2 separate regions of the Mus musculus genome follow, and region 1 is linked to region 2. A link is a contact called in public promoter capture Hi-C data. All regions are on one chromosome and are shown on one strand. Each heading gives the region's core, a stretch centred on a gene start, on an enhancer-like site or on the middle of the called end of the contact. The rest is flanking DNA. Distances are from core to core; before and after follow the strand shown. Region 1 overlaps Gm12121 (a long non-coding RNA gene). Region 2 holds the start of Kcnmb1 (potassium large conductance calcium-activated channel, subfamily M, beta member 1).

Evidence for each region. Promoter capture Hi-C pulls out the DNA fragments that hold promoters and counts their contacts.
Region 1: a promoter capture Hi-C map of the C10 cell line shows a contact between it and region 2. The contact joins the enhancer-like site here to the promoter of Kcnmb1 in region 2. A contact is called at or near these places in 4 of 39 promoter capture datasets (the C10 cell line, hematopoietic stem and progenitor cells, neutrophils and 1 more), 1 of 15 datasets of contacts at CTCF or cohesin (large pre-B cells), 2 of 484 Hi-C or Micro-C datasets (bone marrow-derived macrophages and cortical neurons), 1 of 115 datasets of contacts at active chromatin or transcription factors (large pre-B cells) and 3 of 9 other capture datasets (adipose tissue, liver and macrophages).

Annotation. Positions count from the first base shown.
Region 1 is chr11:34,142,216-34,147,184 of GRCm38.p6, forward strand. It overlaps Gm12121 (a long non-coding RNA gene), which reads left to right. Exons shown (of 5, transcript XR_872376.1): 4 at 934-3,038. Among named protein-coding and RNA genes, the nearest start is that of Gm12121, 7.8 kb to the left of the region's middle. Within about 2 kb of position 2,321, at least 7 of the 459 cell types and tissues checked have an H3K27ac peak or open chromatin away from gene starts, as enhancers often do.
Region 2 is chr11:33,960,907-33,965,845 of GRCm38.p6, forward strand. Kcnmb1 (potassium large conductance calcium-activated channel, subfamily M, beta member 1) reads left to right here and starts at 2,107. Exons shown (of 4, transcript NM_031169.4): 1 at 2,107-2,420; 2 at 3,771-3,928. The coding sequence starts at 3,795. It also overlaps a transcript of Kcnip1 not described here.

The DNA of each region.
Region 1 (4,969 bases), core at 1,071-3,570, 180 kb after region 2:
ACCCTGCCCCGCCTCCCCTCAGTAGGGTAGGAAACTTCTATCTAACCTTCCCCACAGCAGGTCTGGACAGTAATGTTCTATAGATGTGTCCAGTGAGTTTAAATCTTCATGGTTTAAGATGTAGCTGTGTATGGAATGGACATAGTTTTCTTTAGGAGGAGACAGGCAGAGAGTAGCAGAGCATTTTTGTCTAAAGTTGTAAAAATCAGTTGGTGGCCTGGTGACTCTGCAAGTCTCTTCTGAACTGTTCTGCAGTAAATATTTATTTTAAAAAGTAAGGATAGATAAATGGATAGTTTCATGGGTGGACAGAAAGTGGATAGCTGGCCAGGTGTGGTGGCACGTGCCTGTAATCACAAAACTCAAGAAGATAAGGCAGGAGACTTGTGAGATTCATTCCAATGCGGACTACGTATAAGATGCCATTTCGAACACATAAATGGGGGACAATGAAGGGAAGGAAAGAAGGAGGAAGTAGTGAGGGGAGACACACACACTCAGAGGGAGAGAGAGAGAGATGGGAGAAGAGGAGAGTTGAAGGGAGGAGAGGGGAGGAGAGGAAAAGAGAGACTAGATACATGGTTAGAGAAGGGAATATGTAAGAGTAGTTAGTTCTGGAAGAATACACTGAAAACTTCGGGGTCTCTGGAGTAAGAATGGGAAAGCTGGTGTGTGTGTGTGTGTGTGTGCCTGCATGTTTTGTGTGGGTTTGAGTATATGTACATGTGTGTGTAGTGTGTTTGTGTATGTGTATGTAGGTATGTGTACTCTTGTATGTTTGAGTATATTTGTGTGTGTGGTATGTATGTAATCAGAAGAAAAACTGTCATAAACAATACTCTTTACTCTTGCTCCTTTGTCCCCTCTGAACTGCCGTAATTCTTCGGTGTGAGCACATTTTCTTTTCTTCTATCTCTGCACACCTTCCACAAGGATCAGAGCCACACTGGAGAGAAGGTATTGGAGATGTTCTGAGGAAGCCACAATCATTTCCTCTCTGATGCTCTCAGATACCTGGGCAGCTCCAACACGCGCTGTGAAGCACAGTCATGGTGAATGGATGAAGCCCAGATTTTGATGTCTGAGAGCCACACCGGGGCTGCCCCAATGACTTCTATCCAAAACTGATGACCACAGACTCCCTTGGTGGTGCCAGAGGAGAGGTATTTTCTTTCCTGCTCTTTGTGAGTGTGACAGATTTTAAATAACGTACATGTCTAGCAGCTTGGACGTGGTTAAATGTGTTCCGTTTCGGCTCATGATGGAGTAATGTGCATTAAGAACAAACCGTAAATCTCACCTTTCCACAACCAACACTATGGTAAAACAGCCAAGCAGATCCTGCAGTCAGGGTTCCTCAGGGCTGAGTGTGGAGAAATCAGGCCAGCACATGACAAAATGTTAACACTCACGGCTACAAAGCTTGCATCGTTTTTCAACATTTTTTTTCCATTTCCAAAATGCCATTTTCATTGTAAACATTTTATAAATAATGATCTCAATTTTTGTAGGGGAATAAAAGCAAAGTGATGCATTTGGGTGATAGGATCACAATTTATTTTTATGTATTAGTTTATTTTGTTTTTAGAAACAGGGTATTAGTATGTATCCCAGAACAGTCTTGAGCATGCTACATAGCCCTGGCTGGTCTCAAACTCACAGTGGTCCTTCTGCCTTGTCCTCTGGAATGATGGAATTACCAGTGTTTGCTGCCTTGCCTGGTTTTCCCCATGACTTTATAGTTCCTAAATTTTAGGCATTTTTTTGTGTTTACTGTTATACTGGGCATCCTATTTGACATGGTTTTAAAAATACAGGTGGAAAGGGAAAGAGATCCATTGCTAAGCAGCCCATGTTTCAGGCTCCCCTTGACTCATTCCTGGCCATTGGTTGGGTTGTTATTTTATGAGCTTCTCAGATGTTCAGGTCAGCTGACCCTGGGGAGTAGTGTGGTGCAAGAAACGTTAAGGAGGAAACGATACCAGCCCATGAGTGGGGTCAGACACGGTCTAGCTGGGGAGACATACAAATTACAGGTGTCACCCTAAAGTTTCTTAAGAGTAAACTTAGCAGTGTCTGTGACTTCGAAGTCACCCCATCTGCTCCCCTCCATTCCTGCTCCCTTCAGCTGCCTTTTCTGTGAATGTAAGCGATGTCATCCTGTCATTGTGAAGATCTAATGATGCCTTGTGCTAAAGGTTGAGCAAAGCCCATCTCCAGTGTGGGTCATATGATAAATGTCATGTTAAAGGTGCGTATGACCAACCAACAGCAAGCCAGGGCCCCGATGTGCAGAGCTGCCTTTGGCTCACTGCAGAGCTGGTGGCTATGATCCCAGCAGGCAATCTATTTCCCTTCTGTGTCTAACTGAAATGTGTTCTGAACCTCGCCATATGGCCTTGCAGAAGGAACAGGCAACTTCTCATTCAAAGATCAAAAGATAAATTAATCTGCTACAATGAACAGGACAGGAAGGCAGCCCTTTTGCTTTATTCTGTATGTTGTGACTCGGTCTACACTGCTGCTGGGGCTCTTGGTACAGAAAAGTCCTTCTGAAGCCCATTGTAGTGACAGAGCCTCACTTGGTTTGACTTCTCACTGTGGGTTTGAGCCATAGGCAAAGGCCCTGCTGTGCAGAAGGTCATGACCTAAGAGCAGAAGGAAAGGACAGGAAATGGCTGTGCATAGGGAACAGACCGAGGGATCTGTAACAAAGCAAAGATCCTCTAAGTAAGCTTGGGAGTCTAGGACACCATCCTGCAAGAGGGAGCTCAGAGATAAAATCAGGGGGGGAAATCCATATAGGTGTTCACATCGTTCCATAGAGGTGTTCACATCATTCCACATCGATATTGATTTGTGTCTGTCCTTTGGATCATTGACTTTAGAAATCTACCTCCATCCACTGACAAGCCATCCTGCCACGTGCTAGACATCGGTGTGAAGGAGAAGAACACAGAGACCATTCCTGAACAAGGAAGGTGTGCAGGAGAATGGAACAGGGGCCAAGACTGTACTTCAGAGAGATGGGAGGCCAGGTAGTGTCTAATGAGGCCAGATGGGCAGAAAAGGTTCAATGGTGTCCAGGAGAGCAGCGGCTGGAGCTGGGTCTTCAAGGGCACTGTACACTGTGACCAGCAGATGTGACTGACACAGGTGCTTTCAGCTGCTTCAGAAACAGGGCAGTGATACATGGGGACCTGCATCGCAACTGAGTTCCAGGAGTCCTGAGGCAGAAAGGGTACCGTGCAGTGGGAAGGCCCAGGGAGATCACATGTTATAGGCTAGGGGACTACGGCAGTAACAAGAGGTAGAGTCCACACACATGCAGCTTCTTGTGTGCTTAGGAACAGAGGTTACAATGAATAATTTTGGGGTGCAGGGCCCTCATCTTTGATCCCTATGACTTCAGTTGGGAGAGGAGGATTATATTAGTCTATATTTTCCTTTATCAGATGGCTTTAGAAAAACACACTGAAGCCGGGCGGTGGTGGCGCACGCCTTTAATTCCAGCACTTGGGAGGCAGAGGCAGACGGATTTCTGAGTTCAAGGCCAGCCTGGTCTACAAAGTGAGTTCCAGGACAGCCAGGGCTACACAGAGAAACCCTGTCTCGAAACACACACACACACACACACACACACACACACACACACACACTGGATCCATATGAGGTGGATTCCTTCCTTCCTTCCTTCCTTCCTTCCTTCCTTCCTTCCTTCCTTCCTTCCTTCCTTCCTTCCTTCCTTCCTTCCCTGAGAACAGTTCTCTGTATCCATTTCTCATTAGTTCTGCTAATTTCTTTGGGGGATGCACAGGTTATAGAGACCTTTCTCTAACTTCAGGAACTCTCCAGCCAGGAAAAGGAAGAGGTGCGTACTGATTCCACAGTGTTAACTGTGGGTCACTGTATCTCCTTCTGGCCATTGGTGGACTTGAGATTCTCTCCGGAGAAGTGCTGGCTCTTACCCAGGACCAACACAGCCTGAAATTGAATTCCTTGCACCAGTTTCTCTAGGCACCATCTCTGTAGTTTCAGTAATTTCCATCAGAACCCCTTGAGCACAAACTGAACCCCTTGAGCACACGCTGTCTTCTAAGCCCACTAGTCCAGGCTGCCTGCGCTATAACCTCAGATTAATGTTGCTTCCTTGTGAAGATTTTCTCAATCTGTTTGACTGGACTAACTCTTTGGTAGCTTCACACATCCTAATGTCCTTCATAGCTCTTATTCAAGCCATTATTGTTTTGCATTTATTTATTCAATAGTTGTAATGATGTTCATATTAAAATTTTTTTTTGAGACAGGGTTTCTCTGTGTAGCCCTGGCTGTCCTGGAACTCACTCTGTAGACCAGGCTGGCCTCAAACTCAGAAATCCGTCTGCCTCTACTTCCTGAGTGCTGGGATTAAAGGCATGCGCCACCATTAATAATGAAATTTATTGTAGCATGATTTATGTATAAGAAAAGTCCCTGTTTTGATGAGTCCTAGCAAATCTTTACAAAGCTTATACACTTGTGTAACCACCACCATATCCAAACAGGGAACATTCCATCTCTTCAATAGTTCAGCACCCCATCCCAGTCATTCATGAGGTGCACATGAGCGACCAACCCTTAGATTGCCAAGAACCATTGTTCTCATTGGCTGCTGGGAGTTGCCCCTGGTTCCTCAGACAGCCTTCATTTCTTCAGGAGATTCATTCCCCATATTTCACGTGCGTGGCCTTTGGAAGCTATGTGACTCATCTTCAGTGATGATGTGACTTCCCTGAACCCATGCTCAACAGCTGTGAACACAGAAAGCATGCTCGCCCACCCCTTGCCAGGTTATGCTTTTGGCCAGAGAAGCCTGCCCATGTCTGACGCCCTTAGGAATCACTGATGCCTTCTGGAGATGCACTGCCGTTCCTGACCAGCAGGGAGGCTGTATGGTTGGTGAGGACAGCAAATCCTTTCAGCCTTAGCA
Region 2 (4,939 bases), core at 857-3,356:
ACATCCCAAGATCCATCAGCATTTCCAGGCATGGCACCATTGTCTCCTTCCCCTGTGGCCATCATTACTCATACTAACCCCAACCCTCCCGTACTCAGCCATGATCCAAGATTTTCACTAGCTTACCCTAGAGGCAGAGCGAAGCTTGCCCTTGTTGTTTGGTTGTGGCTCAGTAGGGTGCACCAGGTGCCTTCCCTGCTTCATCCCCATCTTCCAAAGGAAAGAATCATTGGGAACCTCACTGGTGTTTATAAAATCTGATTGTGTAACCTTCCCAGCCCGTCGAGAGGATTATGAATGGCCCTCTGCTCACACTTGTGAGGAACCATCTAGTGCCCATGTCTCTCCCAAGGCAGGAGTTTCTAAGTAATTTTGTAGGTGCCACGAGAAAGCTGCTGGTCCTTGAAGGAACCATGGTCCATCACTGGAAAATCCTTCTCCTGAAGAACTGGTCTCAGATCCATATTCCCCCTTCCTTGTCAGTGGTCCTGACCCCTATGCTTTAAGACGTCCTTGTCTGTGGGGCTGGTGGGCAAGAATCAGTGTTGCACCTACAGAGGACTAAGTTCAAATCTCCAGTACCTGTGTAATAAACTGTTCATAGTTAGGTGCCCCAGCACTCAGCTCCAGGCTCAGTGAAAGAACCCTTCCCCCGTTTTTTTCATGACAAGGTTCCTCTGTAGCCCTGGCTGTTCTGGAACTCTCTATAAGGGGCAGCCTCGATCTCACTGAGATCCACCTGCCTCTGCTTCCTGAGTGCTGGGATTAAAGGCGGGTCCCACTGCTGCTCAGCCGAAAGGTCCTTCCTGAGGTGGGCCAGATGGAGAAAAACACCCAATGTCTCCCTTTGGTTTCCATGAATGCATGCATGTGTGAAAATATCAAGTACACACACATATACACAATATCATACACACATAATACACACACCATACCTATCCAAACACACACATATCACACACACATGCACAAATCATTTAAGCACCACACACACATGCAGGCACATGCACACTAATAAATCTCCAGTTGCTATGAGGCAACTAAACAGGTAGTTGTCTCTCTAGTTAGAGTCAGTGACTAAAGGGGGATGGGGTGCTGTTCACCCCCCAGAGTGTCAAGGAGCCTTGAGTGACAACTTTCTTTCTGGGCCTTAGAGGGCCCTGATTATCAGGTGTTAGGCTTAGGTGAGAGGTGCTAACACCTAGTGATCAGGAATATCTAAGATGCACCCACTGCCCTGGGCCTGGGGACACCAGAGGCTACTTCTAGAACTTTAGGTGGCTGGAGACATAACAGAGGTATGGTTTGAGGTGTTAGAACAGTCCCTTGGTGGCAGAGATGGCTGGGATTTGACACTGGGAGGGGCCAACTTCCAATCTGTCTCTGTTCATCAAGTAGAGAAACTCTGGACCAGGCATCAAGTTCTGTGCAGATGACTAGCAGGGCACCAAGGTGTAAGGAGGGCGGGGCGGGGGCGGGGCCGGGGTTGGGGCAGGGGTGGGGCGGGGCTTGTTCTTGCTTTCCCAACTCTTACAGTGCTCTCTTTATCCACAAGGACCCGGAGTGCAAAAGCAGGTTTGCCCCCCACCCCTACCTCCAGTACCAATGTTCAGTTGTCGTATTGGCTGCAATAACTTTCTGCCTATGAAGCAGAGTCAGTCTGTGGGAGGTCCCCAGCATGGCACTGTCCCTGGACCTGGACGGCTGGCCGGAAGCAGCTGTGGGACCCACCGCTACCAGCCTCAGCCCCAGTGGTCTTTAAAAGGCGGAATTTCCTCCTTTCTCTGAACTCCATCTCTAACTTAACAATCCAGAATAAAGTTAAGTTTTCAAAATGCTATTAATTATAGAAGGGAGAAGACAGAGGTCCAGAGAGGTTCAGTGACTTGTTCAGAGTCACACAGGAAGTCAGGGACAAAGGTGGGAGGCTTTGGCTGCACTGGTGTGGATATAACATGGGCTAGTGACAAGCCCAACCCCTCTACCTCCCTCCCCTGCACTACACAAGGAAGATCATTTCCTATTCCTGGCTTCTCTGCCAGCCTGAAAGACGGAGTGTAGAAGAAACATTTTTGTACATATATCAGGATGGCCTTGTGGGGTGGGTAATGGCTTTTGCTGTTTGACATCTGTTTCCCAGGAGACTCTGGGAAATGCAGGGGCAGAGTCCCCAACAGCAGCTGAGGGCTGTGAGGCTAGGTACCTGCTTGTGGAGTTTTTATCCCGGGGCAAGCTGTGTGCTCAGACTTGACCATGTTTGGGCATGGAGGCTCGACCCAGATGGGACTGAGACTGCTTCCCTGGAGACCAGCTGGGAGACCAAACTTCCTGCTAGAGCTCCCAGGCCTGACTTGGGGTGGGGGTGGGGGTGGGGCGAGTGGAGAGAAACCATCTGCCAGCCAGCGGAGACCCAGAGAACTGTGAGTGCTACATCCCAGAGAGCTTGGGAAGGGCTTCTAGGAAGCCGGGGCTGAGGGGAGATGGTGGGAGACAGCAGCCTGTGATGGCATGGATAGGGTGGTGAAAATCCCTACCTCTCCTGATGCCCATCAGAGTTCTGGCACCGGAGGGCCTGCCTGGCCTGTTGACCCTGGTCTGGGCGTCTCTTTTGTGGCCAGCCAGTCAGGACCAGTGTTGTCACTTGTCATCAGGATAGGGATCGACAAACAGGCCTGGCAGAGTGCACCAAGCTCCTTCAATTCCTCAGTTAATGATGGCGCCTGTTTATGGAGGGCATCACTTATTTATGAGGTGACGCTCAGCAGTGTTGGTGGGTCTACATCAGGACCCTGAGGAGGGCACTATTGTTCTTGTTTTAACAGTCATATGGTTGCTAAGTAGAAAAGCCAGGACTCGGTCTTATATCTGATGGCCTCTCTTCTCTAAACTCCCCCAAAACCCTTACATACTCTATCCCCAGTCCTTCTAAGGAAGAGATCAACAACCCAACAGTTATGCCACATAGGACTCTTCTTTAACCCTTTCCAACTTTCCTAGATCAAGCCCAGACCTCAGGTGACTTTTCTACAGAATTCCATCCAAGGAGTCCTGAGATACTTAATGTTTCACATCCGGCATAGTCTCCCTGAAATCTCTTCTGTTATCATGGAAACCCATTTCTTCCTGTCTCAGGCCACAGTGCATATCAGAGCTTCATATCCTTCTTGCTGGAGGTTCTCATTAGGCCCATCCCAGATTCCCACCTAAGCTTTACATTTAAACTGAACTCACTTCATGTAGCTGGTGAGCCATCGGGACATTACAGGCACAACCAGTCACAGGAGCGAGACCTCTCAGGAACAGGTGACATCCTTCCTTCCTTTCCCTTCTGAGCTTCCATGCTGTAGCCTTGAGCAGACTCCTGCTGTCATTTATCTTGGGAATGCTCAGGAGTCTAGGAGGGCTCACTGGAAAAAGCCAGCACCACAAGGAAATCCCCTCAAGTGTACTGGGCTTCTCCTGGAGATAATTGGTGATAATGGATCCTGAGTATTTAAAAGCTAACTGTAGGCTGTTACCAGAGGCCAGAGCAGACCTCTGTAAGAAAGCTCCATGTAAGTTGCAAAGCTCCACGTATTATCATACTTAAATAAGAGCAATGTTGTTATTTGGTTGCATCCCCTCATGCCTGCCTGCCTTCCTTCCTTCCTTCCTTCCTTCCTTCCTTCCTTCCTTCCTTCCTTCCTTCCTTCCTTCCTTCCTTCCTTCCTTCCTTCTTATGAACCTATCACTTGGGCTAATCTCACTTCTCTTTGCCTTCTTGGTGCTAGAAATGACTGTTGCCTCCAGTGGCCATGGGGAAGAAGCTGGTGATGGCCCAGAAGCGCGGAGAGACACGAGCCCTCTGCCTGGGAGTGGCAATGGTAGTGTGTGCTGCCATCACCTACTACGTCCTGGGTACAACTGTGCTGCCCCTCTACCAGAAAAGGTATGGATGTCTCCACTTCCTGGATTGACCTACCCTACCCTTGACCCGTCACGGTAGTCAGGACAGACGAGGCATTCGTCATCTTCAGGCTCAGGGGTTCCAGTTCTGGGGGAGCAGAGGAGTGAGAGACTCCCCAGTTGGGACTGGTGATGACAGGTGCAGGATTCCTTGGGGGTGGGGGTGGAGCTCACAATGGCAGACTCTGGCTGCAGTCTGCACAAATGCCTCTGAGATGGGAGATTCCTCTTTGATGAGCATGCCTTTCCTTACCTGGGTTTTCCCAATAAGCAGAGAGTCTTTGCACTGTGACATCTGTTCCCACGAAGTTTATGGAGGAATCTCAGAGAGTGCAGTGTACCCTCGTGCCTCACACTCTGTGACATGTCATCCCTCCAGCCTTTAAAGAAGAGCTGTGGAATTCCTGATGGCTCTTGTCTTTGGAACAGGCACACAGTGCTCTCTCAGCTCACCCTTAGCTGAGTCTCACGCCCTCCCTCTGTGCATAGTCTGGCTCCTGACCATCCTCTCTTGTCTGACAGTGGGTCTCCCACAGGATACAGGGAGCTGAGTCACGATCCATTTGCTTAAGAGTTGATGAGCCTCTTGGGCTCTCCTGGGCCTGGTCTGCATCCTTGCTTTATAATGCTGCAGTTGTGCCAGGCCAGAGTCTCACCCACGTGGGGCACTGCTGAGCAACTGTGTGCCTCCCCAGCTCTCTCCTGCCACCCTCCAACTCTGATCAGATCAGACCCCTCATGTACTTCCTCTTTTTTAGGGGAAATAGCTGAGACTCTGAAGCTACTCAGCCCTTGCCTCAGGTGCTGTGTCCCAGCCCCACTCCCCAAATCACCTATCCCCTGTGAGGTTTCCATTTCTACCTGTGACTTGGAGATAATATGGTTAAGAAGGCCTCAGACTTGGCTGCTCATCACAATCTTATGAAGAGCATTTAAAACACCACTAGTGCCTGGGCCCAAGCACCTGAGAAATTCTGCCTCACTTTCTGTAGAG